Regions from separate parts of the Mus musculus genome. Here all the other regions are linked to region 4. Evidence: chromatin contacts called from public Hi-C and Micro-C data. All regions are on one chromosome and are shown on one strand. The core of a region is the stretch at or near the end of the contact, and the rest is flanking DNA. Distances in the headings are between cores, read along the strand shown.

Region 1 (6,938 bases), core at 3,584-6,083, 290 kb before region 4:
GGTATTTTTGCATTCATTCTTCTTATGGTTAGCACTAATGTCAAGAACTGGGTGATTAAAAGTTCTCCAAAGTATAATTTAATTTAATTTTCAAGGAAATTAAAAACCCTTTGTAAGACTGTGCTTATTCATTAGCTTAGAAATAACAGGCAGGTAATTGTAACAGCTACTTTCATAGATATTGTTGGAAAGCTTTCCTGGACCTTCTCAATCATGCACATGGGGAAGAGGACAGGGTAAGCTTGCCCTGTGGGCATTTGGCAGTGTAGTTTATAATTATTTTCTGGTTGGCTGAAGGTCTACATAAAATTGGAGCTACTTTACATTCTAAATGTGTTCATGTTTTGTTTGTTAAATGATAAAATATGTAAAATCAAAATCTCTGATGGAACACTTTGTGTGCAGAATTGTAATAATTAGAGAGTGGCTGAAAAACAAATCAATGTTAAATTTAGCTGGAGACTGTCTTGTCAATTCCTCCTTGGAACAATTACTGCGAGTGTGTAAGCAGCAGGCACTACCATCGTGTTCACGGGGTGAATTGGCTGGAATGCACTGGCTCATTGCACCAGCTAATTTGTACTGGAATGCTCTAGACCATGATTGAGAGTGATTACAGAATACATAATTAACACGAATGACTGCAAATTCAGTTGTCAACAGTTGTAGATTATGGACAATGGATAATTAAAAGTATAATTAATGAGCTAATTAAGATGTCAGCAACAGTGATGTTTTGTACATTCACTGGTAATTAATGCACTCTTGTTCCTAACACATGCGGGCTCTTAATGGAGGAACAGAAGTCTCTAATGGCAAGCATCTATGCTTTGTGACATGCACAAAACCATTCTCAGGAGTACAGGTGCTGTGATGTTCAAAATAAGGCAACTAGCATACTCGAACACAAGAGCACAGGAACTCTCATCAGCAGATGGGTTGAGCCAGTGATATTGTGGGGTTTAAGTACTTAAGAGAGTATGAGGGTAGTGGTGGCACACACCTTTAATCCCAGCACTGAGGCAGAGTCAGGCAGATCTGTGAGTGCAGGTCTAGACTGGTCTACAGAGGAAGTTTCAGGACAGCCAGGGCTATTTAGAGAAACCTTATGTTGAAATTAATTAATTAATTAACTATTAATTAAACTTGATCCTTTTCTATGTAGTGTGGTTACTTCTTCACTTACTACCTTTATCCACACACAGCGTCTCTGATTTCTGAAGTGGTCTTGGGCGTGGACATTTGGAAAACTATTGGGCAATGGCACTCCACTTAGTAGCAAATGTTAAGTTTCCATTGATCTCAAGTCTCTGAGTACTGACTGGAAAGGGAAATGTGGGAAAAAAAATCAGAACTGTGGTTCAATAGAGGAAGCAGGGAGAAAGTCCCTAGATGCCCATCTCTTCCTGCCCCGTTATTTGTAGTATGTCAAGTATTCAACAAGTTATTGTTCCAACGTATCAAATATCTAATGCTTTGGAAATATACAATGTATTACATTATAGCTGTAATATAGAAAGAAGTTTTCCACCCTCTTCCCAAATCTTGAGTCTCAGGTACAGGAATTACGTTGTAGATGTGTCAATTGGAACTAGGGAACACACAATTTCCTGTTCACTGCATTTAAGTGGTGCTTTTTCTGTAATGATTCTCATATGTGGCAAAAGAAGATTCACTGATGGAGGGTGAGAACTACGCCTACTGGTGGGCATAAGGACAAATATTTTGACTGCAGTTAGGGATTATGCTGGTTTAGTTAAGTGGCAGTTGTAGGTTCTCCTCCAGGATCCATGACTTCTCCAGCCCTAGGTTTCTAGTACCATGCTTGATTTCCTTCCTGTTGATGGGTGTCTTACGATCAATTTGAGAGCTGTTGGTTATAGGTGCCACTACTCATCATGCTATGCTGCTCATTGCTGTGCTTCATATGCGTCACAGAAGAAATTCTATATTGCATGTGTGTGTGCAGATGTAAACGTGTATAAGACAGAAGTTGAGGTTGAATGTTTTTCCTTAACACTCTTTTTATATCTTGTTTATAATCAGGACTTTTCAAGGTACTTGTAACTTGCTAATCCTGCTGGGCTGTCTGGTCAACAAGCTCCATGGATCATCCTATGATGTTCTGTGAATATAGGTTAGTACTTTTATACTCAGTTGTCTTCAAGCGTACTGGCAATCTGAGCTCAGGGTCAGGGTCTCATGGTTGAGCAAAAATCACTTTATCCACAGCACTATCTGTAATTATTGATTTCTGAAAGGATTTTCTTTCTGAACCTCAAAAAGTTTGGAATCCCTAATTTTATTTCCTCTCATAAATGATTGTGACTAAGATCAAGGAGTTAAGCAACACTGACTTAGATTTTCAGCTCTTTGAATTTCATGGTATGCTTGAGAAATGAGTTATTTTATGTGAGTACACTGTTGGCTGTCTTCAGACGTACCAGATCACACATATGATCTCATTACAGATGGCTGTGAGCCACCATGTGGTTGCTGGGAATTGAACTCAGGACCTCTGGAAGAGCAGTCAGTGCTCTTAATGGCCGAGCCATCTCTCCAGCCCAAGAAATAAGTTATATATGACAGAAATATATACAGATATGTGAACAATAATAAATTCAAATAATAATGTAGTGGAATGCATAGGTAGTAATGTCATAAGTGACAACACATGTAAGACTTTCTGGTACTTTGTTGTATTTATATTTTTCCTGTTAAAACAATCCCAGAGGCTGAATAATTTATATAATTTTTTTTTCCATTGTAGGGGCTTGGAAGCTTCAAACCAAAGATCTGAATCTGATGAGAGTCTTCCGGCTGTGATATAATATACTGGAGAGTTCCACACAGTGAGATTAACTAGCCTGCTCTAACAGCAATGGCATTGATTCCTTCATGGTGGTGGAGCTCCCATGGCAGAATTGTCCCAAAGTTTCCACCTTCATATCACCATTCATGGAGGATAAGCTTCACTGGGAGTATTTAGAGAATATTTAGAGAGTATTTAGTCAACCAGAATGGGCTACAATGAGCAGGTTTTTAAGGGGGCCTGGGTAGATTTCTGAGATTTAAAATGTAAATTTCTGGGTGGAAAGCTAAAACATAGAGGTGGTAATGACAGCATAGTAGCAGGAAAGCAAGGCATACAACACAAATTGAAAGCCTATTGCTAGGGGTGGCATGTGGGGTATTGGTAGACATGAATGCAAGGGGAATGTGTAGTCAGAATATTATCAGTCCTTAACTGGAAGTGCTTAAGAAAGTGGCTAAACAGCCAGGAGGAATGAGATGGCCTCTGTAATAAAGACTTTTCTGGAAATTGTTTGGCAACATCATAAAGAAGGGTACTCTCAAGGTCTCAGTTCACTATCACATCTATATCACAGTAAATAAACTACAATAATTACATCTTGGGGGATGAGGCATCTGTGGAATGAGACACAATACTAAGAAGTCTTTTAAATGATATTACATGTTTGTAGGAGTAATGTTAACAGGGCTGCTCATTAATTTTCTGTGAAGGTACTAAGTTCAACTTTGTAAGAAATGAATGGCTTTTATTAAGCTTTGGGAAGGAGCAGGCTTAAAGATTTCTGAAGAGATGACAATGTAGATCTCAGAAGTTCCTTGCAGATTTTGAAATGAAACTCGGGGAACACAACAGAATTAGAGAAGCTGAGGCTCCAAGTGGGAAGGAGGAGGTGAGGGAGAGGAGCCCAAGGGGCTGACTGAGCTCAGGGAACTATGTCTCTAACTTAAAAGTCAGTAGAGTCTGTGTCTGCTCTAATTAGCCCTGTAGATAAATTCCATGCTAAGGTTCCTGAAAAGATATATGATTTGGGACAGGTAACTTTCAATATGAAAGCATGAGTTTCAGATGTAATTTTAGCAGAGGAGAGCAGGGGTTAGGAAAAGACCAGGACAGGCCAAACCACTGAGTAATTGCCAAGGCCTGGAGGCCTGGAAAAGAGCAGTCCCAGGGTTCTGGTAGAAATAAAGGCAAATAAGAGGTAGATGGAAGGCACATTCAACAGAAGATCGGTGTGACTCACTAGCTATTTGAAGAACAAAGAAACAACTGAAGTTCCTGAAGGACAGTAAGAGATTAAATTCTGGGTTATAAAACAGAGGGAGCTGTATTCTAATGACTATTCTTATCACTTTGAAAGTACTTTTTCCCCCCAAATCAGAATTGATTAAAGGAAAAAATCCAGTAGAGGCTGAGAAAATGTAAGAGCTTCCATATATATATATATGATTCTTCTTTCATTTATTTGTTCGGCAGATAGCAGAGTTTAGTGACAGTCCTTTGAAGCTTATCTAGTCGAGCTGCAGCCAGGTCAGAGACTCCTTGAAGAATGACTGATGAGGGAGAAATCAAAGCTATCTCCAGAAAGAACAAAGATAGAGAAAAGACAACAGCCATGGGGAGAGAACAAGGAAAGACATGAGGGCATAAAAATTAAAGAAAAAAAAAAGGCACAGGAAATGTAAGACTTCAGTTTCCTTAATGGCACTAGTGAAGAGAGGGAGACGGCTGTCCTTCGCTTATTTTAAATCCACAGAACATTTTCCCAACAATGCCAATATGACTTATAGACAAATTTTATGCAACTTGTAATTTCCTATATACCACCAAGACAAACCAGTTTAGCAGAGCCGCACATGTAATTATAAAATGCTTGTAAGCACTCCTGGTAGAGTGGTTTAATGAAATAACCAGTCATTTCATTACAGCACGGAACAACTGAAAGCTTTTGTAGTGACTTGTTGCACCAGACCAAGTAAGTAGACTTTTCCTCAAGAGAACTGAAAAGCAATGGAATCTTATCTTGACGTCAACACTGTCTTTGCCAGGATGTTGAAACAGCTTTTCCTGTCACTAAAAGGACACACTATAATCCATCTGCTATGTATAATTTGACAGTCTGCATTGCTTAAACAGTAGGAGGGAAAGAAAGATCTACCTTGCAAACTTTCCCCTGCAGGAGGAGGCTTTCAGGAGTTACCAATTACTAGCCAGGCTAAATATCTCAGCAGACACATCTGCTCAGGGGTTATCCACAAAAACCTGGCATACAGAAGGTTGAGGTGTGTGTTGGCCTGAACATACCAACTGTTACAGGATCCAATCACTTAGTGTCAGTGTGCGTTTTTTGGCAGCCTCTGGTGGCATTGCTTAAATGTGCCCAAGACCTGACTCTGCACACATGACTCCTGAGATGATAATCTCCTCAAAGTTTAAGGTGGAAAAATCCTGTGTGCAGGGGGTCTATGCCCAGCAATAAGCCAAAGTCCTTAGCTCACTTTTCCTGACAGTACACGAATGAGCAATCATAGGGCTGGGTAGATCTGTGTTTCCTCCTGATAAGAACTACTTTCCCAGGACCCACATCAGTTCAGTACACACCCACCAAACATCCTAAAACTCTTTCCTGGCACAGGTTCAGAATATAAAAATCTGTTCTTTCCAGAAACTTCCTTTGCTTATCATGAGTTGAGGTTCTCAGGTAATGGCAATTTTTAAGAGGTCAAAAGGAAAATAAGAGATTTCAATTAGTACAATCAAGTTACCTTCCAAAATCTCAAGAATGTTAGATGAGATTAAAAATGGACAGCAAACTGAACGTAGAAATAACAGCTTTCTTCATGGGAAAAGAACAAGCCTAGATTTTCCATGGCATCAGTGAAATCAATTCGGAACCAGAACTGCCCGTAAGACGCCTTTCCCGCCATCCAAAGAACTAGGTTTGGGACTAAGGGAAAGTGACCCAAATGTCAAGTAAGATCTTAGATCTGATCTTGGGAAAGGAAAAGAACATAAGTGGGAAAAATTGATGAAATATGAATAAGTTCTCTAGTTCATTTACTAGGAATGCATCCACATCCATTTCTTGCTTTGGGAATTCTTTGATTAAACAGAGTGATAATGTTAGGGATGATGGCTGAAGGGCAGCTGAGATATTTCTGGACCATCCTTGCTATTCTCTTGCAGATTTAAGATTATTTCAACGTGAAAAAAAACTTCTTTTTTTAAAAGGCCAAATCAATGCAGTGTGTGTTAACTACTTGTTTTCACTAGTGTGGTGATAGCTCTTGTTTTGAGTGGTAGAATTGCAGGACTTTGGTGGAGACACAGATTCCCATACAGAACTACTTTGAGAGAGATTATCACAGTTGATTTAGCTCATAAGAGCACCAATACAAGACCTGTGATGGGACTCTGCTCCACAATACTTAGACAAATGGCTGCAAAAGATCTAGACTATTTGTCATTTTGATCAGTACGGGGCACCACCAGTGTATGTTGCTATTAAAATTGGCAGCCAGCCTTTAACTAACCTACAACTTAAGCAAAAGATACAGTCTGGAAAGATGGAAAAGATGCACAGTCTACAAAAACAGAAAAACGAGAATTTCATGAGTTTTACATCTTTTTAATTGTAGAAAATGATGAGAAAGAAAGACTTGAAGCTGCCTCATCAGTGGTTTTGATTTTAAGCAAAACATAAAATTTTTTTTGTGTTTCCAAACATGAGGCTTCCTGTAGGAATAGGTCCTGAGAGGAGAATCGCACAGCTCAGGCTGCCAAATGCAGAAACAAGTTATTTCCAACTTTTGTCGTCAGTGAATACTCCTGATCTACCCCTCCCCTTCATCAAATTAAACATTTTGCCAAGCCCTAGCAGACAAACTCAGCTCACCATTGAGTGTTCAGTTGATCTCAGCTCATCTTACATCTATCCCGGGGCAGTAATTTAATATCTATTATGAGTTTCATAGCAATCCTAGAGTTTTCATTTGGACAAAGCATTTCCTTGAGAATTCTAGAATGATACCCAGCCTCATAAGAGATTCTGTAGAGATATATTGCTTCTCCCCTAAAAGCAAATATCAATCTTGTATGGACTGTGATCATGTGTTTTTTTGAGGGC
Region 2 (6,234 bases), core at 392-2,891, 450 kb before region 4:
GTGGAGTCAGTTCTCTCCTTCTACCTTTGTGGGTTCTGGGAATCAAACTCAGGTTGCCAGGCTTGTTCCATGTTCCAGTTTGTCTTTCTGTTGCTGTGATAAAACTCTGGGAAAAACCAACCTGGGGAGAGAAGGTTCTATGTCATGACACCCCACACTTTACAGGCTGTCAAGGAGGGAAACCAAAGCGGGAGCACCAGGCAAGAGTTGTAAACAGAAACCAAGAAGAAATACTGGTTTGCTTCCCCTGGCTTGCTCAGCTATCTTTCATAGACAAGCCAGGTGCCTTGCTACCCAGGCTTGCCACCACCCACAATGGTCCCACTCACCTACATCAATTAATAGTAATGTATAAAATGCTCTACAGACACGCCCATACACCAGTCAGATGGGGGGAAGTCCTCAATTTATGGTTCCCTTCCCCTGGCATGACTAGGTTTGTCATGTTGACAAAATGTAGTCAGTACAGGCACGAAGAGCCATTACTGGTCGCAGGATCTCAACTGTCCAAGTGTGGTATTTTAGTATCTATACCTACTCCAGTGATGTCAGTATGCGTTCGTGTGAAATACTAGCCACGGTGTCTTTAGCAACTCACTTTGGAATAATCCTTTTTTCCCTCTGTGTTCTTAGCTCTCAGTCTGCATCTTAGAAGGAATGAGTTTTTCTTGGTGGTTACTGAAGTTCCACAGCTCAAGTGATGTGTCCGGGGGGGGGGGGGGGGTTATGCTAGGCCAGGCCTAGAAATATTTCTAAAGAGAAAAGCTTGTTGCTAAGGTGGAAAACTGTGGTAAGCTTGAGAATTCACAGGGTGAGTGCCGTGAGAGGAATTCATGGAATGCTAGGCAGGTAATCCCGGGAAAGACACTGGAGGCTGTTCACCTTGTTCCACTCCTAGACATGGAGCTGAGGTCATCAGGAACTTTCCTTTGGTAAATTTGAGCCCGAGAACCCATCCTGTAGATTTGTATACAGTGAACATGATGGTCTAGAGAAAGCTTTCCTGGGACTGGTAATCCTGGTCTTAACTGAAGATTCTTGGTGGGAAGTATAAGGTTCTGTGAAACAAACAGGGAGCTGATTTATAAGAAAACAAACCAATTAGACTGACTTTCAAAAGTCTCAGGTAACAGAACTTAATTTCTACTTCAAGGTTTCCTGGTCTACCTGACCTTGGAACCTCCTTCAACAGGTAGAAGCTTGGGTGACATGGTCCTGCAGGTGAGAAATGTCCTTGCTGTCAAACTGACAACCTGGATTGGATCCTGGACCTTCTGAAAATTGTCCTCTGAGCTGATACCAACAGCCCCCTATACACAAACAAATAAAAAAAATTTAAAAAGGGACAGAGTCAGGGGTACTTTATTAATTGCTGGATGCTTTAATACTGCCAGGCTGTGTGCGCAGCTCATAAAACTTACAATTTTAACATTACATAATCAGATCAAGTGGTGCCAGTCTCCAAGAAATTAAAAAGAAGAGGATTAGATCTAGCTTATTTTCAAAACAGTCTTAGTGAGCATCACAGACATGGATATTAATTTTTTTAAATGAAAAGTAGACTGTTTATTGCTCACAAAGGACTGCTTGTGCTGCCCAGATCTATGCTAATCTCCATTCCAAATTGCTTAGCAACTGTTACGTGGTTAGAAAGGTTCAAATTTCAGGAAAGAAAGAAAACTTTCTGAGCACAGCGCGGCAAGATTTGTTTTGGGGATATTAAGTCACTCAAAGGATGAAATAAAAAGTGATGAAACAACCCTCTACAGAGAGCTGATCTTTCCTTAAAGCGACATGGACTCTTGGCGATTTTGATCCTCATGACGAAGAGTGCACTCAGACCGTGTATACCCTGGAGGTTTCTCTCTTTTCTTTTGCTTGCTCACTGAATCCTATGAGTCTCTGCCATGGGGAGACAAAGGGAGCAGAGTTATGGAGCTAGGTTATGTGTCAATAAGGGTCATAATCTTGGAAAATTCAAATGTATATGCTTATAAGTAGGAGAATAATGATATTTTCATAGGATCAAAAATATTTTACACATTTGAAAACTTAACCATGTTTATCTGTCTACCTGCCTGCCTGCCTGTCTATATATCTGTCTAACTAGATTTACATATAAAAGCATCATATTCACTTTCTATGTAATAACTGTGTACAATTTATTTATTTGTTTTTCTTTTGCAGACAGGGTCTCATCTGTAATCCAGGCTGGATTGCTATTTGTCATGGATCTGAGACTGGCACTGAATTCATGGCAATTCTGCCTTAACACCTAGCTCCTATTTATTAATTTAAAAATTGTACAGAAATGAAAATATTATAATTTTACTGTAATGAAGTAAAACATCAGATATGCAATAATTAAAAAACCTAAATGCAGTGGAAAATTTCTAGGGAGAATAGCTTGCTAAATATTGAACTTAAAAAAAGCAAACCAGTAAACACATGACTTGTGAGTTAAAAATATCATAGAGGCTACAGAAATGGCTCAGGTAACAACAAGCTTTTTGCCCAAACATTAGATCTGAATTAAAGTACCAACACCTGTGTTAAAAGGCTGGCCATAGTGACACTTCCTATCAGGAGGAGGCAATGGGGAGATTCCTGGGGCCTAGAGGTTACTAATGTCATCAAATTTCCAAGCTTAGCTTCAGGGAGAGATTTTACCTTAAAAAGTAAGGTGGAGAGTGATTGACGAAGACATTTGAGGGGAAACTGAGATCTCCACACAGAAGTACAGATAGATACATACATACACAGTTGCATATAATCTCATGCTTATGCATGCACACATGTGCACACATACACTATATTATCTGTCGTATACGTGTATATATAACATATGTTACATTTTGTATATATGTATTATATGTGTTTATATGTTATATATATATGTTTGCATATATATATGTATAAGTGTATGTGTGCATATATGTATATATGTACATACATATATGTGCATATATGATGTGCATGTATATACATACATGTATATATGTATATGTGTATATATGATGTGTATGTATATACATATATGTATATATGTATATGTGTATATATGTGTGCATACATATATATGACATATATATTATTTATATAACAGTTCCTGTATATTATAGCATGCTCCAGGTAATAGTAAATACTATTTAGATAAAGTTCTTCTCATCTCATTTTATGAGCTAGAAAATGCTGGAGCAATTGCTCAGCAGTTCAGAGCATTGTTGATCTTTCAGGGGACTTAAGTTTGATTCCCAGCATCCATTGCGAGGCCCAGATGTATTTGTAACTTTCAGTTACAGGCAACTCAATGCCTTCTTCTGCCTTCTGCAGGCATTGTATGTACCTGGTGCATAGACATACATGAAGGCAAAGTACCCATACAAGTAAAATAATAAATAAGAAAAAAAACCACTTAGGAATATCACAGGAAATGAATATTGTGATGTAGATACATATATGTGTATTTTTCTTTGTGAGCATGCATGTGAGATATCTATATACCATAATGCATATAATCACAACAGGTTTGCTAGGAAAATGAAGATGCTTAACATTTAAAACTCCTATGTAATTCCATAAACACACAGTAAAACCACTAAACATTTGGTTATCTCAATAGATACAGAACATTCGTCTGATAAATGCTGCATTCTTTCACTATGAAAACCCTCAGAAACATGAGAAGAGCTCTGATTTTTCCTTTCTTTAAATTTCAGCTATTTCCCCATGTGTGTTTGTATATGTGTGTGTGTGTGAGTGTGTATGTGTATACAGATGCACAGTCCTGAGATAATTTGTAGAGTTTCATTCTTTTCTTTTACTTTGTGAGCGTTGGGGATTTAAATCAGGTCATCAGTTTTGGCAGCAAGCCCCATATCTGCTAAGCCTTCTCATAGCCCATCAGTGATTTTCTTTTACTTGATCAAAGTAATTGAGACAAACTCTATGGCAAGTCCTGCACAAGTGTGAAGAATTCCTTTTGACCCTAGGAATGGAATAGCAGTCATAACTATACTGGAGATAAAAGGTAGTTGTGGTAAGACCAGAGAAAAAGTCATCTGGATTTAAAAAAAAGAAACAACACTCAATATGTTATTAAAGTTACAAATTTGTAATAAAATCTAAAAACTCAAGAAAGTCTAAGAGAATTCAAGAGACTCATTAAGGCCAATTAGAGAATTTAATAGAGTCAAAATATTACTACACAAAAGTTTATTTTATTCACATGTTGTAACAAAAAAAGAAAGAAACTAATGTGAAAGGTTGTATCTTGTAGTAGTAACACATATTGTAATATATTTACCTGGGAATAAATATAATCAGAGATGTGGGGTGAAGGTTTCAGCCCCTGGAAAGAAGATGCTTAAATTGCACGGACATCCAATGTTTGGCTGCGATGTATGCAAAAACAGCAATATTCACAACAACCCACATTTTGTTGCTTTTTACTGTGATATCAAAGGTGGCTTCGTGGCCATGTGATCTGTAAACTCACACAGGGCTCACACCCACAAGGACCCAGTGCTTTCCTGCTCTGCTCTCACATTTCAAAGGCGTTAATAATCTTATTTTCAAACGCTGATTTGGTTTGAATGGATGAGGATGTGAGCAGTGGCAACATGTGTAGTGTAGGTACCCATCATTCCCTGCTGCACCATTGGCATAGTCCTTGTGATGTCCCATGAGCACTGCGAGGCATGGAGCTAGTGACACTCAGGGCGAGCAGGAGCTAAATGTGGTGTTGCACCTCTCAAGGCTGGAGCTGACAGCTCAGGGAAGCTACACATTCCACGTGGACCAGAACTTGCTTTGAATGCAGACAGAAGGCAATGCCAATCTAAGAAATACAAACAAGCAAGGAAGCTTGTCATGACCCATCTTTTATTTCATTGTCAGCAAAAGCTTTGTCTTGCAAGTGAAAAGATCTGAGTTTGATCACCCAGTGCTCATGTGAAAGCGCTGACTGTGGTAGTGACTCTGTAATTGCAGCACTGGAGAGGTGGAAACAGAATCACTGGGGTTTGATAGCCATATAATTCATCTAATTGAGGTGACACTGTCTCCAAGCAGGTGGATTGCCTTACAGAGAAATGCCTAAGATTTCCTCTGACCTCCACATGCATGCACACAAGAGCACATACACCTACTCCCACCCACAGGCCCACATGAAAAAGGAGAAAGGAAGCCCTAGGTTAACATATTGGACCATCTCTTTCCAGTCATTTGGCATTTGTCAGTGATTTGAAGGTAGAGGGTGTTGGCAGGATATATGCAGATCAAAGCTTTAAATGGTGTCAGTGTTGTGCAATGTTTCTATAATTTGGTAAGAATGAAATAGGCATGCAGGAGCTGTGCAGTAGATTCTGCATACTCATCAAATTCTCTTACACCATGTTTAGAACTGGCACTGGGGCAGGGCTGCCCTCCAGTATATGTTTGCCTTATAAAAATAAGAAGTGGGTCAGACATGATCCATGGTCTACAGTTAGCTCCTTCCTGATTTAAATATTATTTTACTTTGATTAAGAAATATCAGACTGAGGGGAGATGGTACCTTACAGTACTGAGGGAGAGTAAGCAGCAGCTATTCACTAAATGCCTACTAGAAGTTAGGCAAGTTTGTTGCCATGAAAAAATCTAATTTGTTGGGGCATCTGATAGAAGAATATGCCACATCAATGAAACCTTGGTTAAAGGTAAAAAAAGATATACAAATCCATAGATGGAAACCCTTAATGAAAACAGAAAAACTCCTAAATTTGTCTACAGATCATATGCAATTTAAATCAAAGTTCCTGTATATTTTTTTTCTGAGATTTGAGTATAAGACCTTGAAATTAGCGTAGAACAACAGAAAGGATTAAAAATGGTGTAGATAGCTTTGGGGATGTACATTGGAAACACCTGAGATTAGCTGCACTTCTCAAAAAGGTAAACTAAGAGAGTGATGTGGTTTCTGGTCTAGAAAAAGGAACTGGTGAAACAGAGAAGGAACTTCAGGACTAGATCCAGCTATGTGTGGAGCTGGAGAAAGGATGAATGACCTACCATCACCCTGCAGTTAAAGTGAGATTACAACCTCATCCCCATCCCAACAGGAAATGCCAGCTGAATTGAAGAAAAACACACAAAGACAAAAAAGGATTGGTGCTTTTCACAGAAGCTCAAACTGGCATGGCAGTGCCAGGTGGGGGTTGTTTGGAGGACTCAGAGAACTCACAGTAATGCAAA
Region 3 (6,076 bases), core at 3,165-5,664, 510 kb before region 4:
AGCAGTCATTAATAGTCTCCCAACCAAAAAAAGCCCAGGACCAGATGGGTTTAGTGCATTGTTCCATCAGAACTTCAAAAAAGACCTAATTTTAATTCTTCTCAAGCTATACCACAAAATAGAAACAAAAGGTACTATACTCAATTCAATCTATGAAGCCACAATTACTCTGATACCTAAACAACATAAAAACCCAACAAAGAACTAGAATTTCAGACCAATTTCCCTTAGGAATATCGATGCAAAAATCCTCAATAAAATTCTCACAAACGGAATCTAAGAACACATCAAAACGATCATCCTTCTTGATCAAGTAGGGCTTCATCCCAGAGATGCAGTGATGGTTTAATATATGGAAAACCATCAACATAATCCACCATATAAACAAAGACAAAAACCACATGATCATCTCTTTATATGCTGAGAAAGCATTTGGCAAAATCCAACACTCATTCATGATAAAAGTCTTGGAAAGATCAGGAATTCAAGGCCCATACCTAAACATAACAAAAGCAATATACAATAAACCAATAGCCAATATTAAACTAAATGGAGAGAAACTTGAAGCAATCCCACTAAAATAAGGGACTAGACAAGGCTGCCCACTTTCTTCCTTCCTGTTCAATATAGTACCTGAAATCCTGGCCAGAGGAACTAGACAATTAAAGGAGATCAAGAGGATGCAAATTGAAATGAAAAAGTCAAAATATCACTATTTGCAGATGATATGATAGTATATATAAGTGACCCTAAAAATTCCACCAGAGAACTCCTAAGCCTGGTAAACAGCTTCAGTGCAATAGCTGAATATAAAAATAACTCAAACTTTATTATATGTAAGTACACTGTAGCTGTTTTCAGACACTCCAGAAGAGGGTGTCAGATCTTGTTCCGTGTGGTTGTAAGCCACTATGTGGTTGCTGGGATTTGAACTCAGGACCTTCAGAAGTGCAGTCAGTGCTCCTAACTGCTCAGCCATTTCCCCAGCCAGAATTGATCCATTCTCATCTCTTTGTACAAAGCTCAAGTCTAAGTGAATCAAGGACCTCCACATAAAACCAGAGACACTGAAACTTATAGAGGAGAAAGTGGGGAAAAGCCTCGAAGATATGGGCACAGGGAAAAAATTCCTAAACAGAACAGCATTGGCTTGTGCTATAAGATCGTGAATCGACAAATGGGACCTCATAAAATTGCAAAGCTTCTGTACAGCTAAAGATACTGTTAATAAGACAAAAAGGCTACCAATAGATTGGGAGAGGATCTTTACCAATCCTAAATCTGATAGTGGACTAATATCCAATATATACAAAGAACTCAAGATGTTGGACTCCAGAAAATCAAAAAACCCTATTAAAAATGAAGTACAGAGCTAAACAAAGAATTCTATACTGAGGTATACAGAATGGCTGAGAAGCACCTGAAAAAATGTTCAACATCTTTAATCATCAGCGGAATGCAAATTAAAACAACCCTGAGTTTCTACCTCACACCAGTCAGAATGACTAAGATCAAAAATTCAGGTGACAGCATATTCTGGTGAGGATGTGGAGGAAGAGGAACACTCCTCCATTCCTGGTGGTATTGAAAGCTGGTATAGCCAGTCTGGCAGTTCCTCAGAAAACTGGACATAGTACTACCAGAAGATCCAGCAATACCTCTCCAGAACATATACCCAGAAAATGTTCTAACTTGTAATAAGGACACATGCTCCACTATGTTCATAGCAGCCTAATTTATAATAGCCAGAAGCTAGAAAGAACACAGATGTCCCTTAACAGAGGAATGGATACAGAAAATGTGGTACATTTACACAATGGAGTACTACTCAGCTATTTAAAACAATGAATTTATGAAATTCTTAGGCAGATGGATGGATCTGGAGGATATCATCCTGAGTTAGGTAATCCAGTCGCAAAAGAGCACACATGATATGTACTCAGTGATAAGTGGATATTAGCCCAGAAACTTAGAATACCCAAGATACAATTTGCAAAACACATGAAACTCAAGAAGAAGGAAGATCAAATTGTGGATACTTTGTTCTTTTTTAGAATGGGGACACTTTTGCATATGCCAGGAAGATTTTGCTGACAGGACCCTGATATAACTATCTCTTCTGAGGCTATGCCAGTGCCTGGCAAATACATAAGTGGAGGCTCACAGTCATCTATTGGATGGAACAGGGCCCTCAATGAAGGAGCTAGAGAAAGTACCCAAGGAGCTAAAGGGGTCTGCAACCCTAGAGGTGGAACAACAATATGAACTAACCAGTACCCCCAGAGCTGTGTCTCTAGTTGCATATGTAGCAGAGGATGGCCTAGTCAGCCATCAATGGGAGAAGAGGCCCTTGGTCTAGCAAACTTTACATGCCCCAGTACAGGGGAATGCCAGGGCCAGGAAGCAGGAGTGGGTGGGTTAGGGAGCAGGGCAGGGAGAGGGTATTGGAGACTTTTCGAGAGGAAACTAGGAAAGGGGATAGCATTAGAAATGTAAATGAAGAAAATATCTAATACAAAAAACAAAACAAAACAAAAACGTATTGAGTTATGAGATACTTTAGCAAAATGGCCCTTTCCAAAATAGGCATGCTGATTTATACTTTAGCCCAAAAGGGAATACTATAACACTTTATTCCCCAACATTATAAATATAATTGTAAGATATCTAGAATAAATTCAGTAAGAGGATAATGAGATTTAAAATTTCAGAACTAAAACATGCCCCCTCCCTCCAAAAAAAAAAATCACGGATATGTCCCATTCTCAAAAAACATAGAGTTCCCTTAAAGAGCTGCGTAAATGTTTAATTTAGCTAGAAGAATGATAGGTTAAAAATTAAGAATTTAAGGATAAGGGACTGGAGAGATGTTTCAGAGAGATAAGCTCTTGTGGAAGTTTGAAGACATGATTTGAATGCCCACAACCTGTGTCAAAGTGGGCATAGTGGTGCCCTCTGAAAACTTTGTGATCCCATGGTGAGAGGGAACACAGACGCTAGAGAATCCTGTGTGCTCTCCTGGTATATTCATTGATAAAACAGAAAAGATCCTGTCTGAAACAAAGAACAAGGTAAGGACTGATGTCTCATGGATGTCCTCTGATGGACATGTGTATGCTGACCTCACACAGATACAAACTAAAAGAATTAGGAAGTTGTGGTATGTAACTGAGACTAATTACATCTTCAAGTGATGCCATGATTACGTAGGATGCACAGTGCCCTCCTTGACTTTTTCTTGCTAGATGGGAAAATTATAAGAGAAGAATTGAAAAGTATGTTAAGTCTTTGGACATTTTCTTGGTTAACCATTGATATAGGTAATGCTGCCCCACAGTGCACAGCACAGGGTGCTATTTGAAAGCAAGCTGAGCAATCTCAGCAAATCATGAGGAACAAGCCAATAAGCTGCACTCCCCTGTAGCCTATGTGCCAGCTCCTGCCTCCACATTTCTGCCTTGAGTTCCTGCCCTGACTTCTCTCAGTGATAATAGAAGTATAAGCCACATAAACTCCCCCCCCCCTTTTTTTTGCCTTTTTTTTTCTGAAATAGAGTTTCAATATCTTGTTCTGGCTGTCCTAGAACTCACTAAATAGACTAGGCTGGCCTTGAACTCACAGAGATACACCTGTCTCTGCCTCCCACATGCTGGGATTAAAGCTGTGTGCCACTGCACATGATGCTTGGCTGTGGTCTTTATTACAGCAATAGGAAATTGTTGTGTGACAAAACTTTTTCTGGGAGGTGAAACCATATGTCTACTTAGTTCAGATAGGAAACCCATAACAGACCAAAGTATAGATATTGTAAGAGATGGGTATGGCTCAGGATCTCAGACTAAGTTCTCAGCACAAATCGTATTTGACCCAGAGGAACAGAGGGCAGGGAATAAGAGACCAAGACAGGAGATAGAGACTGAGGAAGAAGGGGAAGGAAACAAGGGAGATGGGGCAGGGGCATTTGTCCCAGAGTGTGGGACTGCCTCTGGATAGAAAGGAGACACACAGGAAAATGGTGGTTCATAAAGGTGAAGGGGGAAACCCTGTGTAAGGATGAGTTGTTTAATTTTAATTGGGCATGTTAATTAGGTGAGATAAAGGGTGCTTTTTATTGCTTGACTTCAGTACTTTGATAGCTGGGCCTTGGTAGTCAGCCTCAGAAGGAGGAAATGGCCAAATCATGGAATAGACCTTGGTGGCCACCTTTATGAATGCAGCCTAATGGTTTTTAGCAAGTCAGAGGAAATGGGGGAGAAGAACAAGGCCTGCCAGAGCCATGTTTGCCATGTCTGGACTAGCTAGAGTCTTTCAGACACCAGTAAAGTCCAACTTGGTTAGTCAGTGAGTTTCGTTGTGGTTACTTACAAGAATTGAGGAGTTTCTTACAGTAGCAGATATGACTCAGAGACAGCCGCATCACTTAAACCCACCCTAGCGCTGGTGACTTCTCACAGCAGCTGGAAACCTGGAGCATGTTGCACATCCTGAAGGCGGCTCATCTGGTTGGAAAGCATCCTTTTCAAGTGACTCAGTGGCTCTAAAACCACTTCCAGGCAGTTTGGCTGGTTTCTGCTTTTTCCAGACAGCTGGTCTGGTCTCAAGAGTGTTCTTTGAAGCTTATCTGCTCTGAGAAGGACTCTTAGCTTTTATTGCTTGCTCTGGCAGGGCCTAGTGAATCTGGTCTGCTTCAGGGACATCCTGAAGCTATTTTGAGTAGTTTATCTTCTTTCTGTTTAAAGAGTTTCCCTCCAGGGTGAACTATTTCAATCTCTGAGGAAACTGTTCCACAATATAAGAGAAGCGGGACAAACGGAGCTATACATGTGTGGTGGAATGAAGAAAAATCTGGACAGGAGTTTCAAGAGGTGTAAGTTGAATTTTCATTCAAAAAAATCCACTTTATAGCCTGCCCTGCTGCAAGGCCTTAAAGCAAGAATGGTCAAGAAAAGATGAGCACTTTCAGCAAAGCCACCTTAGCCTTTAACATCCTTCCTGGTGGAGCCCCCTCCCGCCCCCCCCCCCCCTTCCGGCACCAAGACCAAAACCGAAGCTGGTTCCAAGTTGCAGATGAAGCCATTAAGGTGAACACCACACATCTTGTAAGAAGAGCATGGGTATGTTGAAGGGGCACAGCATGAGCTTTCAGGAGCATGCACTGACCCAAGCTGGCCCAAGTCGAGCATCAAATGAGTCAGCTAGTTAAAGGGGATCTGTCTATCAATACTGATATAGCAATAACAAAAGCTAAGGGGAAAGGGAAGGATACAAAGTGCTTCAGGAAAAATCCCAGCTAATTAAATGTGGACCAGAATGGGAAAATTGCTGTTTACAGGCACAAGTATATCGTTTGGTTCAAACAATGATAAGCAGTTGAGCTTAAAAGCACGCATTAATTACAAAGAAGTGAGTAGGCCTTTAAATGGGAGAGCTGACAGAAGCTACATTCACCAAGGCATCAGATACATCACCGTAGTGGCTTGGAATAGATCCTCTTGAAAGCAGTATCACACAGGAGCACCAAGACAGTACGGCTTTCACTGCTCAACCTGTATTTCACCCCAAGGAAGAGATCAGACAACTGTAGGACACCCTCTGAGACAAGCGGTCCAGACCCTTGACACTGCCGAGGCCAAGACAGGAACAACAAGTTGAAAGAATCTACCTTGAGTCTTCACACAGACAGGACAAAATACTTAAAGGGCCATGATTTCAGCAATTCTTTCTGAAATCTCTGTCAACATTCTCTCGGCACTCAGTGCTCAGAATGTGCTATAGTGCTTACAATTTCTGGGTTGGTATGAAGGTTAGATAGAGTTTTATTGTCAGAGTCTTTACAGCTTTTCATTAGGTCAAGACATCTGTCAATATAAATTGTTGGGCAGGGGAAAATAAATAGAAATATTTTGGGTAGAAACAGGCAATGTACAGCTGATGGTTTAAACCAATTTAAAAGCCTGAATTTTGAGCAGGTACTTTCTGCACTTAAATTAATGTTTCAATCTAACACCAGACTGCCATTAGGTGTATCATTAAAGCTGTGACTTCTGAGTTTGTACTGCCAGGAGGGGACATGCTT
Region 4 (6,643 bases), core at 3,072-5,571:
CCATCATACAAGACAAGCACAAATGTACCACCCATGCCTCTGAGAACGTTGGACCATGCACCCTTGAAAAAAGCCTTGCTCCCTTCATAGCAAGCGATCTTCTGCCAGCAGTCAAGCATGCCTGTGTACATGATATCAGGTCCTTTGCGTCTTGACTGCATCATGGTACAACAGCGAACAGTGTCAAAAGGATAGGAAGTCAGGCCAGCGACAGTAGTGACAGACTGCAATCATCCAGCTGATGAAGATGTGAGTATTCTTGGGATCTGGGAGCATTCCCTTTGCAGTGTCATAGATACCAACGTAGGCAGCTGGGTAGATGATAATGCCCTGTACTGACAATTAAAGCCTTGGTCGGATTTGTAGATTTTAACTAGGCAGTCACCAAAGCCTTTGAATTCCCTTTCAGCTCCAGTTTTGCCCACATCAGCTGCTAGATGGGTACGGGCAAAATCAAGAGGGTACACAAAGCACAAGGATGTGGCCCCAGTGGCACCACCTGATGCCAGGTTCCCTGCAAAGTAGCACCAAAACTGGGTCCTCTTGTCTACACCACCCAGAAAGATCTGCTTGTATTTATCTTTGAAGGCAAAGTTGAGAGCCTGGGTGGGGAAGTATCTGATGACATTGGCCAGATTCCCACGCCAGAAGGACAGGACTCCCTGTTCCTTGGGGTTACAAACCACGAAGTCTATTATGCCCTTGTATTGCTTATCTGCTGTGATTAGCTTGCTGGCATGCTGCACATACAGCAGCAGCTTGACACTCTCGATGGGTGCTACCGTGGTCTTTGTGAGGGCCGCGACCACTCCACCATCCAAGAAGTCCTTAGGGAAGGACACAGGGTATCATCTGTCATGTCGAAAGCAAAAAAAAAAAAAAGAAAAAGAAAAAGAAAAGAAAAAAAAGAGAAGAGAAGAGAAGAGAAGAGAAGAAAAGAAAAGAAAAGAAAAGAAAAGAAAAGAAAAGAAAAGAAAAGAAAAGAAAAGAAAAGAAAAGAAAAGAAAAAGAGGCAGATGAATGCATGACAGGACTGGGTTGACAACCGGCTTTGATTTCCAAACTCTCAATACAACCACTTTTTTTGGGGGGTGGGGGTTCGAGACAGGGTTTCTCTGTATAGCCCTGGCTGTCCTGGAACTCACTCTGTAGACCAGGCTGCCCTCAAACTGAGAAATCCACCTGCCTCTTCCTCCCAAGTGCTGGGATTAAAGGTGTGTGCATTGTTGTTAGACTCTCTTGTATGTAAGTCACACCCCATGCAAGAGTTTTCCTTGGGGATCACAGAGCAGAAGGTATTCTGGGAAAAACTAGAATTTGTTTCCAGAGTCTCCTTTCTATTAATCACCCTACTATGCTATGTAAAATAAAACTTAGAATTTACAAGGACAGAAAAAGGCAAAATTTAGTCTTAGTTAAATTAATGATCTGAACTCCAAAAGTTTGGTCTGATGACTGCTATTGCCTCACAGTGTGATTTTTGTTCTCTAGTCCATAATAGAGTTGTTGAGTTGAAATGAACTATCCTAACTTTCCTAGCTCATCATTAATCATGCAGCCAACACTCCAAGTGTTAATTATTATAGTTCTTCTGTAAAGTCCATAAATGCTCACTACCAATCAATTCAAACATAAAGCATTTCTCTATGGTGCAAATATCCAAAATACTTTCAATGAGGTTTTTTTTGAAATTCTTACTATGTTATTACTACCTGCTGTCACTTGACAGTGCAACAGAACAGCAGAAGTTATTTTTCCACTCCAGCTGTAGCTATTATCTATTAACCATCCTGTCCTCATCATTCCCTCCTACTCACAATCTCTAACCATTGATATTTATTATATTTTCAATTTCTATTAGGACGATTTCACTTAAATTTTTCATAGTACTTACCTTCACTTAATATTTTACATATGTGCGCACTATTAACTTGTTTCTATTTTACGTATACAATATTTTTCTTATTAATTTTTTTCATTCTTTAACAGATGTATACTCTAAGAGCAAGGATTTTTTTTGGGGGGGGGGAGGAAAGGGTTTATTCATCTTACATTTCCACATTGTTGTTCATCACTGAAGGAAGTCAGGACTGGAACTCACACAGGGCAGGAAGCAGGAGCTGATGCAGAGGCCATGGAGAGATGTTCTTTACTGGCTTGCCTCCCCTGGCTTGCTCAGCCTGCTCTCTTATAGAACCCAAGACTACCAGCCCAGAGATGGTCCCACCCACAATGGGTCCTCCACCCTTGATCACTAGTTGGGAAAATGCCTTACAGCTGGATCTCATGGAGGCATTTTCTCAACTGAAGCTCCTTTCTCTGTGATAACTCCAGCCTGTGTCAAGTTGACACAAAACCAGCCAGTACAATTGACCCCTTGTCAACTTGACACACAAACACATCACTAGTAAGCCTCAACCCTTAGTTACTTATTCAGCCCCAAGATCTAAATAACTTTCAAAGTCCTACAGTCTTTACATATTCTTAAAATTTCAATCTCCTTAAAATATTCAATCTCTTTTAAAATTCAAAGTCTCTTAACTGTGGGCTCCACTAAAATACTTTCTTCCTTCAAGAGGGAAAAATATCAGGGCACAGTCACAATCAAAAGCAAAAATTAAACTCCAACTGTCCAATGTCTGGGATCCAACTCATGATCTTTTGGGCTCCTCCAAGGGCTTGGGTCACTTCTCCAGTCCTGTGCTTTGTAGCACACAGCTGAGCAAGGATTTTTATGTTGCTTGTTTAGCCAGTGCAAACCAAGTTAGACAGTGGTAAATATTTGAAGTAATTGCAGTGTAGAACTTTCCTCTGTCCTTGATATGACCATTGTCATCTGGAGCATAGTTGTTGTGGGGACTGTTATGAAAAGAAACTCAACACATGATACAACAGCTAGCCAGACCTATGGTATTAGAGCTGCATACATCCCTTCTTAGGGGAAAAAAGAGAGGAACAAAATCTCGAGAAGTCTGTCCCTGAAAACTGCTGCTCCTTCTTGCCTGGCTACATAATCATGGGAATGCTAAAGTATTTGAGGAGAAAATATTGATTGGGAGTGTGACATTTGGTATTGTAGCGACCTCCTAGAGGAGTCCACGTTCATCTCGGTAATGTGCTCCTTCACTGGCCAAGTTTCTGGGTATGCTAGTTATTTTTGCCTTATTGTATATGTTGGAAACAAATCACTGTATGTGCCTCAATCTCAATGAGAGGGAAATTGACTTCAATTTTTTTCAAAGTAAGAGTTTCAAATAATTTCCATATTATATAAAGAGCTGTATTCAGATACAACCAAACTTTTATTTCAGAACATATTTTTAAATATACTTACTTTATTTTATGTGTGTTGGTGCTAGGCTGCATGTGAACCTAAGCATCACATGCGGGCAGTGCCTAAAGTGCCCAGAAGAGATGATTAGATCTCCTGTACCTGGCATTTCAGACAGTTGTGAGCCTCCATGTGAGTGATGGAAATCAATCCTAGGTCCAGTGCAAACCAAGCCAGACTGTGGTAAATATTTGAAGTAATTGCAGTGTAGAACTTTCCTCTGTCCTTGATATGACCATTGTCATCTGGAGCAGCCAGAACTCTGAACCACTTACTGAGCCCTCTCTTTAGCCCTCCTATAATGCAATTTTAATCTCACATAGAAAACATTTTGTTACAGCAGAATATAAAAATGTATAGCGATGCCTGTCACCATACACACAAAGCTGGTAGACCATCTTCGTATGTATGCAGCAATGACATAACATCAATAACTTTTGCAAAGACTTTTCTTTTATGGTTCATTACAAACAAGAGTAGGGGGGTGTAAACATTTCTAGCAAGCACCAAAGAACTAAATAATGAACAAGGGAATATTTTATACAATAGCCAGAGGCAGTGTTGGCCAATTTATTAAGTAAAATTTAATTTGATAATCTTGTCTTGAATGTTGGCAAAAAATGCCTGTAAAAGGAACAGAAGCAATGGGGACCATCGTAAGATTACTTGGAGGTTTCATTTTTCCATTGCTTGTTTCGCTTTAAAGTAAGAAAAAAATCATAGTGACTCAAAAGATTATACGTTATTCCAGGCTAGCAATTCTCCCCCTACTCTGTGAAAGACTGTACATTGTTCAATAAATTAAAAACTCTAAAGTGTCTACTAATTAGTTGCTTTATAAATATGAAGCACAAAAATTGATTTGCCAGTTTTCTCTTTTAAGTAAAGTGACTCATTGTTTTGATGTCTACCATATGACACATTGTTTCTTAGCTGCTCTGAGTGGCCTTTAAGAGACCTCTGCTTTTAAAAATCTTGTTTCATTTATAAAAAAAATAAGCAAAACTTGTTAGAATTTAGGGCGTGATGCCCACACGGCCATGACTACTGGGCTATGTCTCATTATTGAATGTCATACTTGAATCACTCTGGAGCTAATTTTGCTGAGAGATCCTGGGGCCTAAAGTGATAATTAACCTACCCATGGCCAGATGATGAGCACAGTTAGAATTGAAGTACAGACTTTCTGACTCATTTTCGCTGATTATATTTCTTACATGTCTTTGTTTAGATTGAGCCTCACTTACATGACCAATAAAGAATCTAAAAAATGCAGGGCTTCTTTGTGAATGAGTTTCCTCATGGGGTTCTGCCAATCTTCTTGTGGGTCTGTGGAATTCCAAAAAAAACCATGGGACAGCTGCATTATCCTCTTTCGTATTACATAGGAGAGACCCCCTAATAATGCTAAGCTGTGATATTTAGTTCATCAGTAATAACAGTTTGGATTTAGGGAACAGTTGCATTGATTAACCAATATAATTTCCAGAAGACACAGGAAAGCATAATTACCAAGCTCTGGTCTTCCAAACATCTCTGTGCAGGTTGGACTGCCCATGTAGACACAAATCCCTTCCTTACTCTGAGAGAAGAGTGGATCAGGAAGGGAGAAGAAAGGAAGAAGGGGTTGGAGGCGTGGGGTGCTGACACATGTTCTGGGGTGTAAGTTTTAATATTCAACATATTTTGAGTCCTATTGACACCTTCAGCTCTAATGACAGAGAAAGCTATTACAATGGGAATTTAAAGAAAATAGTATCAAATAGCTAAATTAAAGAAACGAAGGATTTGGATAGTTGTGTTAACTGGGCAAGTATCTTTGTCTTTCTGTTCTTCCTTTTTAATAGTGAAATAGTAGTAGAGATTCCATGTAAAAATCTTAGCGTTTGTGTTAATGCACCACAAATGCTAAAGTGTTACTATTATTTTATACCTATATCTGAGATTGGAGTTAAATGGATCTATACTAACTATTTCTATTATTTAACTGTCAACTGTTTCAGATTGTAAAATAGTTTGGCTTGGTTTAGTATTACTAAAAACTTTTGACATATTCTCTGGAGTCTCATGACTTTAGGATATAAATAAGGTCTACATAGTGACAGTTTACTCTTATAGCATCAACCTCAGAAGACAAGATACTAGCTACAACAAAGCTTGACTTATAAAAAACTACTATTGCAGAAGAAGTGGTAGAGTTTGCCTTGGATCAAGATGTGGGCAATGTGATCACTAATATCCAGTGGTTAGGTGGAGTTGGTAGCAAAGGATGTAGAGGTGAGGAGAAGGGCTAGATGCTTAATAGAAGTACTTTAATGTTTCTAGTTTCCTGATGAAGAAGGAAGCAAGATAAACTTTACCTAGAGAGAGTGTTAGAAAGCAAAAGACACGTAAACCCTTGTGTTTCTTGTCTACTGCTTAACAGTTTTAGTGTTTTGTCCTTTTCTGAACTGGCTTACTTTTTGATACACCTTTATATCCCTTTTTAAACGTATTTGATGATATGAGGATCCCATTTCTGCTTAGAGTTTGTGAGTTCTCAGAGAACAGAGTTCTTAGCAGATTGCTTGTGATGCCCTTGGCCATATGGTGTGAGCAATGAAGGTTGATGCATCAAAGATTCAGGTTTTTAAAAACTGAAATGTACAAATAAGATGATCAAAAAAGACAAAAAAATACTTGCTTTTAATAATTTGTGAAGACTCAGATGTCTTGTCATGGGCAAATAGAGTGGAGTAGTGTACTAGAGTTTGGGGAAAGTAAATAAGAGCAAGATGGGAAGAGAGTGCAGAAGCAGCAGAAACACATGGTGGAGGCTGCTCCTGGTAACCTTGGTTACAGCAATCACTAAATATTTTTATCTAACTGCAGGAGTGTGAAAGGTTCATTTACATAAAACATACTCATGCTTGATGCAAGGGAAGACCTTCTCATGATTTGATCACAATAAATTCTACTCTGTATGCATATCCATTAGCATATTGTACTCTGGAAGATACAAAATTTTCAACAAAATACATCTATCTCCAGGAACTCTTATTTTTAAGGTGAAAAATGTTCCTCAAGTTCTTGAAGAGCCCCTGTATATTATAGACACTTCCAAAAGGTTCTGTGATCTTGCAGTTATAAAAGTATGAATTCTAGAAAGTAAAGTATGAGATGTATTAGTAATGGGTGCTGAGCCAACCAACCATGTCAGTGGTTAAATGGTGTAAGTATCTCCATTACAGTTCAAAGAGAATGACAGGTCCTTGGACTGGAGCCACACAAATTCCAAACAGTAAGCAGCACATTTCACACTGAACTTCAAAC

Evidence for each region. A called contact is a pair of places that touch in the nucleus more often than the background predicts.
Region 1: a contact with region 4 is called in a Hi-C map of muscle stem cells, with 2.3 times the contacts expected there. The contact joins two enhancer-like sites. A contact is called at or near these places in 4 of 484 Hi-C or Micro-C datasets (cortical neurons, granulosa cells and muscle stem cells).
Region 2: a contact with region 4 is called in a Hi-C map of muscle stem cells, with 2.5 times the contacts expected there. The contact joins two enhancer-like sites.
Region 3: a contact with region 4 is called in a Micro-C map of muscle stem cells, with 3 times the contacts expected there. The contact joins two enhancer-like sites. A contact is called at or near these places in 3 of 484 Hi-C or Micro-C datasets (cortical neurons and muscle stem cells).

Annotation. Positions count from the first base shown.
Region 1 is chr1:12,404,001-12,410,938 of GRCm38.p6, reverse strand. No RefSeq gene overlaps it. Among named protein-coding and RNA genes, the nearest start is that of Mir6341, 19 kb to the left of the region's middle. Within about 2 kb of position 4,833, at least 15 of the 459 cell types and tissues checked have an H3K27ac peak or open chromatin away from gene starts, as enhancers often do. A contact at or near this core is called in muscle stem cells, where this site is marked.
Region 2 is chr1:12,567,583-12,573,816 of GRCm38.p6, reverse strand. No RefSeq gene overlaps it. Among named protein-coding and RNA genes, the nearest start is that of Gm17644, 97 kb to the left of the region's middle. Within about 2 kb of position 1,641, at least 23 of the 459 cell types and tissues checked have an H3K27ac peak or open chromatin away from gene starts, as enhancers often do. A contact at or near this core is called in muscle stem cells, where this site is marked.
Region 3 is chr1:12,621,774-12,627,849 of GRCm38.p6, reverse strand. No RefSeq gene overlaps it. Among named protein-coding and RNA genes, the nearest start is that of Gm17644, 43 kb to the left of the region's middle. Within about 2 kb of position 4,414, at least 26 of the 459 cell types and tissues checked have an H3K27ac peak or open chromatin away from gene starts, as enhancers often do. A contact at or near this core is called in muscle stem cells, where this site is marked.
Region 4 is chr1:12,115,174-12,121,816 of GRCm38.p6, reverse strand. It overlaps the pseudogene Gm7560. Among named protein-coding and RNA genes, the nearest start is that of Gm30974, 57 kb to the right of the region's middle. Within about 2 kb of position 4,321, at least 6 of the 459 cell types and tissues checked have an H3K27ac peak or open chromatin away from gene starts, as enhancers often do. A contact at or near this core is called in muscle stem cells, where this site is marked.